Linked DNA regions of Sus scrofa: region 2 is linked to region 1. Evidence: chromatin contacts called from public HiChIP or PLAC-seq data. All regions are on one chromosome and are shown on one strand. The core of a region is the stretch at or near the end of the contact, and the rest is flanking DNA. Distances in the headings are between cores, read along the strand shown. Region 1 holds the start of SENP1 (sentrin-specific protease 1). Region 2 holds the start of ASB8 (ankyrin repeat and SOCS box protein 8).

The links. HiChIP or PLAC-seq counts read pairs in DNA pulled down with a chosen protein or histone mark.
Region 2: an H3K27ac HiChIP or PLAC-seq map of skeletal muscle shows a contact between it and region 1. The contact joins the promoter of ASB8 here to the promoter of SENP1 in region 1. A contact is called at or near these places in 1 of 5 promoter capture datasets (liver), 23 of 47 Hi-C or Micro-C datasets (alveolar macrophages, blood, embryonic fibroblasts and 10 more) and 2 of 2 datasets of contacts at active chromatin or transcription factors (alveolar macrophages and skeletal muscle).

Annotation. Positions count from the first base shown.
Region 1 is chr5:78,473,406-78,478,010 of Sscrofa11.1, forward strand. SENP1 (sentrin-specific protease 1) reads right to left here and starts at 2,910. Exons shown (of 18, transcript XM_021092613.1): 1 at 2,813-2,910. It also overlaps a transcript of PFKM not described here.
Region 2 is chr5:78,532,961-78,537,757 of Sscrofa11.1, forward strand. ASB8 (ankyrin repeat and SOCS box protein 8) reads right to left here and starts at 1,850. Exons shown (of 4, transcript XM_021092616.1): 1 at 1,465-1,850. It also overlaps the pseudogene LOC100621110.

The sequences.
Region 1 (4,605 bases), core at 1,660-4,159:
AATCCTTGGCCCAGGAACTTCCATATGCTGTGGGTGCAGCCATAAAAAAAATGAAAGCCTGGTGCCCAGTAGAACAATCCCATTTTAACTTCCTTTTCATTGCTGAGATAGATGTGAAGAGGAGAGTAAACAAAAAATCACAGAATATTACTGATTATGTTCAGAAAGGTTAAGTGACTTGCCTGAAATCACAAAGATGGGGCAAAGGGAAGACAAAAATCCAGGCATCCTCACTTCCAAGCAAATGTTCTTTCAACAAAAATCACAAAATTTCACATCCTTTAACATATCCTTATACAAGGATTTATACAACTTTAGCAAGATAAAATTAATCCCTAGCTAACTCTGGGAATCCACACTATTTTATAATTTTAATCATTAAAGCCCCATATTCACATTTTAATACAAATCCATGCTGCTTCTTCAGTGTGCTTATCCTACTTTCTTTATGCCACTTTGAAATTACAATGGGAGAAGGGATATTTCACCCCAAGACTCAACATGAAATGCCGGACCTGGAACCTTTGATGTTACCAAATTTTTTCAAGCATAAGAATTTTTTTCTCTCTAAAAAATGAGTATTCTAGTAACTCATTTCCTACTTTACACTGGTCATTTAATTTACTAAAAGAACATAGCAGTTAGAGATATTCAGGAGAAGTCAGGTAAAGTAGCTGAACACAAAACAATAGGAAATCTGAAAGGAAAAAAAAAGATGGCAAAGTCCTAACAATGACGGAATGTAGTAAGCACAGTAAAACATTTATAAGTTTACATACATGCAAAGAGTTTGGGAGATCCCACTGTGGCTCAGCAGTAATGAACCCTACTAGTATCCATGAGGAGTCGGGTTTGATCCCTGGCCTCGCTCAGTGGGTTAAAGGATCGGGCACTGCCATGAGCTGTGGTGTAGGTTGCAGACTCAGCTCCTACCCCACATTGCTGTGGCATAGGCCAGCAACTGCAGCTCCAATTCGACCCCTAGCCTGGGAACTTCCATATGCCAAGGGTGCAGACCTAAAAAGACAAAAAATAAATAAAATAAAATTTAAAAAATAAAAATGAATGTTTGGAGCTATGATGAAATTACCGAAAGTATATACTGAGGAGAGGGTGCTGTAAAATTAGCTTTACAGAACAATTTATATGAGAAAGTTGTAGAAGGAATCATATGAATCATCCTACTATGAACTCTGGAACATTATGTCTATGAAACAGTTTGTACTATATAATTACGTATTTTTTCCCACCTTTTTACATGAAATCTCTCCAGACTCTAACACCTTAAACAGAAAGGACTCGCTTTTCCTCATATACAAACATTTACTGTGCACCAGTAATATAGGGTCCTGCGGCTGCGAAGCTGAATAAGAACTGGTCCCTGCGGCCGAGAATCTCACTGGCCCCTGGAGGAAACCAGATCCATCAACAGACACTTACACCAAGACAATAAAGCCGGTGCAATTGGTAGGAGATGTAGGAGTCGGGTAAAGAAAAGGAAAAACTCCCAAAGCTGTAGTTGAGTTACATCACCTTAGCTTGAGGTAGAAGAACCTGTTTTTTTTAATTCATTTGCTTCCTCTAGATTTGTCATCAGATGACTGATATGGACACCATCTTTACCTTTGGTATAATTAATGGGGATTAGGTAAAAGTGAATGAGGCTTCTCAAGATAAAAACAAATGAGGCTTTCAAAATGGGACTAGATCAAGAAAAGGGAGTCTCTAAATTGGAAGATTAGGGGATCACGCTTAAAGAAATGCTCTAGGTTTCACCGTAACTGTAATTTCAAACTCTGTAATCTATCTTTCAACATGAGTCCTTAGAAATTATCTCTATAAAAAATAAAGACTGAGGAGATAATGCGACCTACTCCAACCAAAACACATAACTGGAACACCCTAAGTCAATGGTTGGTAGCCAATCAAAGGCTTATAAAATTTTTATAAAAAATTTTGCAAGAATCACCACCACCCAAATAAGCGTACCAACTGTGAAGTGAAATGACTTTAACAAGGCTGACGTGAAAGTGATAAAGGAGCAAGTTAGTGCTAACAAGATAGTGGAAATACTGCAGAGGCACCGATAAACAGAAATCACCAAGCTCAAGAGAAACTGGGCACGTAGCCAGAGAGATCAGGTTAGGGTACACCAAGAAAGAGACGGTTCAAGGGAATTACCAGGAGGCGATGAGCCAGGTAAGCAAACAGTGGCAGTTAAGGGGATTTTCATAACCTGGGCAGGAGGGTCCCGACGTTTCTTTCTGTTGGTGGCACTAGCGATATCACATCTCAGGGAGATACCACAGAGTAAAAGAGTTGGAGAAATGTTTACGTGAGACGCAGAAGTAGCGGAGAAATACCATTCAGGTCTCAAGGAAGGCGGGAGGTGAAGCAAGTATAAGAGAAAGGCTGAGCTTCCGGGTGAAAACAGCTTCCCCCGAGAGAAGCCCTTGCTCTGGCGGGAAAGCCCCGAAATCCCAACCTGCCTGTTCCTCACAACGAGGGCTGGGCGTTGAGATGGAACCGGCCGTAACCGCAAGGAAACCGCCTCTCCTCGACGCGGGAGGAGAAGCCTGAAGGAACGGCCTTGGGAAACCTAACTAACGGCCACCAGCCAGATCGCAGCCGGCGGACGGCAGGGGGGAGGGGAGGTGGTCCCAGGGGGCGGGGCAGAGGAAAAAGCACCGTCCCCACAGCCGTCCCCGCTTCCGCCCAGCCAAGCCCAGGTTGCCGGGCCCGGGCCCACACTGCCTCCCAGCCCAGGATCCCTCCATCCTCACCCCTCCCCCAGCTTCCCGCCGCCACTCACCGAACCGGAACCGGCTGCTATACGAAGGGGTTTCCGGCCGGGCGCGGAACGCAAAACCCGGGAACCGCCGCGAACCGGAACCGCCTCCTCAACACCGGAAGGGCTGCTCGGTGGCCTGCGGGGGAGGGGTGGGGGCGGGAGGTCAAAGAGCAGAGTTGAGGACCTACGAAACGCCTGCGCAGTGTGGTAAGGCCTGATAAGTCAAGGGAGCATCTAAGGCTGTAGTTATAATTTCCCCGTTTCCCTTTCATCTTGAGCTTTTTCTCGTTCTTGGAATACTGTTAGTGTGCCCTTCGTCCTACGCTTTTCTCTGTTCCCTCGGCCCCCTCACCCGTTGCTTTCTGGTTCCGCCTGGCGGTTTTTTGCTTAGGCTCTGGTTTCCATGGCAGCTCGTTGCTTTGACCCTCGATCTGCGGCAACCTGTGGCCACCTTGACAGATGTAAACCTGAGGAGCTAAATATAGCTGAGGCTATGTCATGTTTTATTGAGAATCACAAAACATTACTGCTTGCAGAGGTTATTGGAGATGATTTAGTCTAAGAGTTTCAGAGAAATGGAACCATTGGCAAGGCTATAAAGCACATGGCAGATTTGAGACTAGGAAACAAGAGTTTTTTAACTTGCACTTCTATATTCTCCTTTGCACCACATCAAGCTTGATTGGCCATTGGGGAAAAGAAAAAACAAAAAACAAACAAAAAAAAGCACAAAAAAACCTGCTTGGAATTGGCTTAGGTTAGATGCTGGAAACGTGTAGAAACTTCCAGAACTTTGGAGCAGTTTGAAATGCCCCTCCAGGAGGTGTGAGGAAAGCTCTCAGGGAAACAACCCAGGATTCTGCTCTCTGAAGAATTAAATGGCCAGTGCTGCTGTTGCTGGACTGAATCAATTAACTTAATCTGTGCTGTAATTTTTAAGAGAAAATAATGAGAAGAAATATGTATGTTCATTCAGACTTGTTACCAAGCCCATCAGCTTGGTGGGCCTTGGAACCCAGGCCATGTCTAGAAGCCTTAGAGAAATGCTTCTGAGTAAGCTCTCTAGACTCAGGTGACAGTCCTGGTCTGTGACCTCAGACTGGAAGAAGGGAAGCCTCTGGAGGCCCCCAGCCTTTTAGCTACTCTCAGCCGCTGGGGGTGGGGTGGGGAGGTGCTTGCTGACTTTAGGATATCTTGTCCTGTCAAATATATAAAAGTAGATTATATGTATCAGTTCATATGCTGACATTTTATAGTGTCAAGTCCTAAGGCCTATTAGTCTTAAATGTACCTGGTCCATGTCACTTTTGTCCATTTTAATCATTGCACAGATCTGTTGATTTGCATTAAACTTTGTCTCTATTTCTAGGAGGCATGCATAAAGAGGAAGTCCATCTGAAATTTTTCATGTGTGTGATTCAGTCTCGCCAGTTAGTCAGGACTCCTCAGAGAACAGGTACCATTGTCTCCTGATCATATTCCAGTGACAGAATGGGTTCACTTGCAGGGACTCTCAGTACAGGAGATGACACTTAACTGGTGTAGAGGCGGGCTTTAGCAGTCAACTGACCTTGGGTATTCCATCCCCACTATGATAAAACATTTATGATGGTCTTTTCCTTGTATAAGTATCAGGTGATATTTTGGCATGATATGTGGGGATAGGCCCAAGCAGATAGGGAGGACTCGGGAGTTGAGGGAGAACAAGATTTATAGTATTGAGCTTGTACTTGATTTCTCTGTCCTTTGTGAATTATTTCAACCTTTCCAGGTTCATTTGTGAGAGCCCTTGTTGCCACTTTAATTGATACTCC
Region 2 (4,797 bases), core at 600-3,099, 58 kb after region 1:
TGCCATATCAGCTCTCTAGGCATAACGGTTTAGGAATCCACGTTCTTATCAAACTATAAGCTCCTTGGGGATAAATACAGTGTTATTTTTAATAGTTCCTGGCACATGGCATGTTATCAATAAACGTTTGTTAAACCAATGTAAAGCTTATTACTTAGGATCCTAAAAAAATTCAAGACTTGCAGTAATTAAATATGTTACACACAGGATGATTACTAAGAGGGAAATCCTAAAATTATTTTGGTAATTTCATACAAGGTAAGTTTTGTTTTTTGTGATGGACTATTCCCTTACACATTATGTAATACGCTATAAATTCTAACCTTTTTTTCTAATCAGTAGCCATTTATCTGTTTAAAATACATACAGTACTAATTAATAGAATGCAAGTTAAAAATATTCAATTCACAGGTATCAATGATTCAAATTGGGTATTATTCTCCCTTAGTTTACTATGAATGAATAAGCTTACACACTTGTTTATAGGCCTCTCTGAAATTTTCTAGGTAGTTTTAGAGTTGGCATACTTTTTAATCTCTCCAACAGCCATGAAACTCCTCAGAGACAAGAGTCTATATCTATACTTTGCTGCAAAGAAAAAGGGAAAAAAGGCATAGATGCATTTGAGTCAGCGATTCCAAGAACAGGGGCAGAAAACAGAGCACCCAGGGTTGAAGGCTTAGACTGAAGTGGCTCTGTTAACTCTTTCTGGGGTATGATAATCTGAAGAAACTTGACCCTGCAATCATCTTCGAAGCGCTCTTGGACTCCAGGCTAAGAACTCCTGAGAATGTGACTAGTGGTCCTCTGCTGCTGCCTCGAAGCTCCTACTAAAGAGGAAAACTTCGGGGCACTTTTACAACACTGACAGGAAGGGTCAAGGAATTCTAAACTCGACCTTTCTCGGGACAGCAGCCCCTGCACGTGACCCCAAGCGGCCCCTTCCCTCGCTGCAGCTGAAAGTCCTTTCTCTCCCATTTTCTTTCACTTCGTATTCAGAGAAAACGCCAAGGTAGGAGAAAGGCGACATTCTACAGCTCTGGTGCTAGAGACCCGGCTTCCGCCCACCTGGGTGGGGGACCCGCGGCCCAGCCAGGGGCGCCCTCACCCCACTGCACCTGCTAGGAGAGGGCCCGCAGCAGCTAGGTCTTGCCGAGTCTAGGGAGTAGAGGGCGACTGCACAAAATGCGATGGGTGTGTGGTGTCACTTTCCGCACGAACTCAGCAGAGACCGCGGCAATCACAGCAGGTCTCCTGGGGCAGGTACTGAAACAGGGTCGCGTAATCTCCACCAGGAGAGCCCCAGAAGCGGACCAACCCCCGCCCTGATCTCCCCAAGGCCCGGAACGAGGTCCCTCTAGGGCTGGCGGACCCTGAGCGGAAAGTGGAGGAAGCGTTACTGAGCGTGGTGCCCCGGGCTAGGGAACCTGGCTGCAGACGCGGCCGCAGCGGAGAGACACTCACCGAACCTCGGGGCTGACCTGGGTGGTGAAAGCCGCTGTCAAGGCGTGACCCGGAAGCAGAAGTTGTCTCCGGCGGGCCGCTCTGTTTACAGGATGTGAGGAGTGACTAGAATGAGCGCCTGCGCACCCACCAGTGTCCGAACGCGGAACGCGCCTGCGTAGACTTGTGACACTGCCTCCGTCCTACCCAGGCTTAGTTAACCGGTTTACTTTCAAGCTTCACCAAAGATTTTGCTTGCAAACTCAATGCGGCGCCCTCGCCGCAACCCCGGGGCTCCGGTCCGCCGCGATAGTGTGCAAAGAGGCAAAGAGCTCACCGCTCCCGTGCTGTTGGACCTGCACTGCGGGGCTACGCCAGCTGGACCAGGTCTGCAACGAGTTCATCCGAGCCCTCTGCTGCTTCCCACTGGCATTTTATATCGGACCTGAGCACTCAATTCCCAGATTATTCCCAAACTCCCTACGCTGATTGGGTTGGTGAGAAGATTCAACCGTTAGTAAGAAGTGTCGGGAGTTCCCCCTCGTGGCTCAGTGGTTAAGGAATCCGACTGGGAACCATGAGATTGGGGTTTCGATCCCTGGCCTCGCTCAGTGGGGTACAGCGTGGCCGTGACCTGTAGTGTAGGTTGCAGACGCAGCTCGGTTCCCCCGTTGCTGTAGCTGTGGCGTAGGCCTGCGACTCTAGCTCCGATTCTACCCCTAGTCTGGGAACCTCCATATGCCGCGGGTGCGGCCCTAGAAAAAGACAAAAACAAAACAAAACTGTCTTTGGCAAATAAAAGACTTTCCGCATTTTTTTTTTTTTTCCATAACATTGGCACGCATCTGTGCTCTTCGGAACGCTTCTGGATATTGTCCACCCTCCCTCAAAGGACACTATACCAAAGATAAACAGCCACTCAAGAGGGATACTAGCCCAAATGTTGAGGACTGAATAAGATATACATGCTGACATTAACCTTTCCCACCCAGAGAGATGCTGACACCTCTGAGTGATGAATTTTCCATGCAAAGCACAGAGTTCGGAGCCAGCAGCATGTAGTGGTGCACGCAAAGAGTGAATCAGCCCACAGAGGCTGACTGTTAAGTACCATGATCTACCTCATACCTGTTTAACCAAAAGTATTACAGCACCCACTCCCTAAAGCTTGCTCTAAGCAACAAAGTCTAACCAGTTTGAGAGTAAAGCAGGGCTCTGGTACGTATATCAGTGAGGAAACGTTGTAAGTTAAATGGTGTAACTGGGTAAATTCCGTGAGCCTCCTCTGAGTTTCAAACTCAAGGAGTTGTTCCATGCAGGAATGTGTCTCCCACCTCCCACCACTTTGCTATCGAGAGACTGTTCAGTTTTTCAAAAGAAGCTAAAGTCCAGATTTTTAAAAAAGCCATTTCTCCCAAATAGCAAATGTCGGCAACATTGGTTTTCAAGAATCATTTTTAAAAGCAGGCAAGCCACCAATTCTAGGCTCTGGATTAAAGGAAGCTTTGGTCATTGGCAGCTCTGGAATTGTGACTTTGGGCAGCCCTCTGATTGGGAAGGTGTCTGGGGAGTTGATTTGAATTTGTAGTTACCTATTAACTACATTGTTTTAAATTCATATGTTTACTTCAGAAAGTTTGAAGGAATCTAAGGTATTTGATCAAATTTAGTGAATGGAAACAGCTTGACTCTGTGCCTGTTGCTTATAAAGCAGAAATTAGCATTAAACATCTCAACAAAGGGGCAAGAGATACTTGTGTTGGTGCTGATCCAAAATGAGGGAGTTCATTCTGTGAACCTGTACTTCCTGGCCACCAGCAGGCAATATCATAGGAAAAACCACGTTACCTGTCTTGTCTAAAAACAGTCTACTCAGTACCCCTCACACTCCTGTCCCTGTGTCCAGAGCATGAATAGCCTGATGGTATATTCTGCCTCAACCCCCTTCAATTCTAATTGGCTGGCGGATTAATGAGGTGAGAGGTAGAGATGCAACACATTCCATTCCATGATGCTGTGGGCCCAGGCTTGTTAAGTCTCTCTCTAAATCAAGTAAAGTGATGCTCTTCTTGGCACTCCCCATAGCCTTCTCAAAGTAGAACACAAGCTCCACATAACTAACCTGTCTATGAAGGGGTTGGTAACTGCCTGTCTGATCTTCATCTTATTAAATCTAGCTCTAGTGGGTCTACCATTCTAAGAGAATCTCCTGCCCAAAAGAAGTCCCCACTTGTGCATAGCAAAAGATGATAGAGACAAAGGACCTAGCAAATGAAAGTACTGTACCTGAAGGGTGGCATCTATCGCTTTTCAGAGGTTCCACGCTTTGGAAGCTCTTGTTCAATGATATGTAAAAAACAGGGTTGGTAGGAAGAGAAGCCAGAGTACAGAAGACGCAGGATTTTGTCCTAGCTCTAATAGTGATAGTTATTTCATTCTGTATCAGTTTTCTTATTTGTAAAGTGAGAGTGTTGGCTGAAATAACCTCTAAATATCATTTTATTTCTATAAATTCTGAATTTACCAAATTCCTAAGCAAAAAAAAAAAAAAATACTGCTTCCAAAATTTTTACTCCTTAGTCCAAATAAGAACAGCTTTATGGCTGTCGTAATACTACTATATTCATGGGCCCATGAATATTATAAGATGATAAAGACTACATAGTTTCTGTTCCATTTTTGCTTTTTCTGGCACCTCATTTTTTTTTCTTTTTCTTTCTTTCTTTTTTTGGGGGGAGGGGCTCCACCTGTGGCATATGGAAGTTCTTGGGTTAGGGGTCGAATCAGAGCTGCAGCTGGAGCCTATGCCACAGCCACAATAACCCTGAATCTGGGACCTACACCACAGATCTTGACAATGCCAGACCCTTAACCCACTGAGCAAGGCCAGAGATCGACCTGCCTCAAGGTTACTAGTTGGGTTCTTAACCTGCTGAGTGACAACAGGAACTCTCTGGCACCTCATTTCTAAAGCAGGGTAAAGGCAGTGCTCATTCCCAGCTCCAGTTTAAAAATGCTATTTGTGAGTTCTCTCGTATTGCATCAGGTTGAGGATCTGGCATTGTCATTGCAATGGCTTGGATCGCTGCTGTGGTGCAGGTACGATCCTTGGCCAGGGAACTTCCACATGCCACAGGCAGGGCCAAAAAAAAAAATTATTTGTATTATAAAAAATGTTCAAGCATACCAGAAAACTAGAGAGAATAGCGTGATTAACTTTTTATAGTATTACCTTTTTAACATATTAACATTTTGCCAAATATTTTAAAGCTTATTTTTTTGTTTCTTTGTTGTTTTGTTCAGCTTTAGGGTTTTTAAAATAAACCACTCAGACAATATCCATAGTTCCCATGG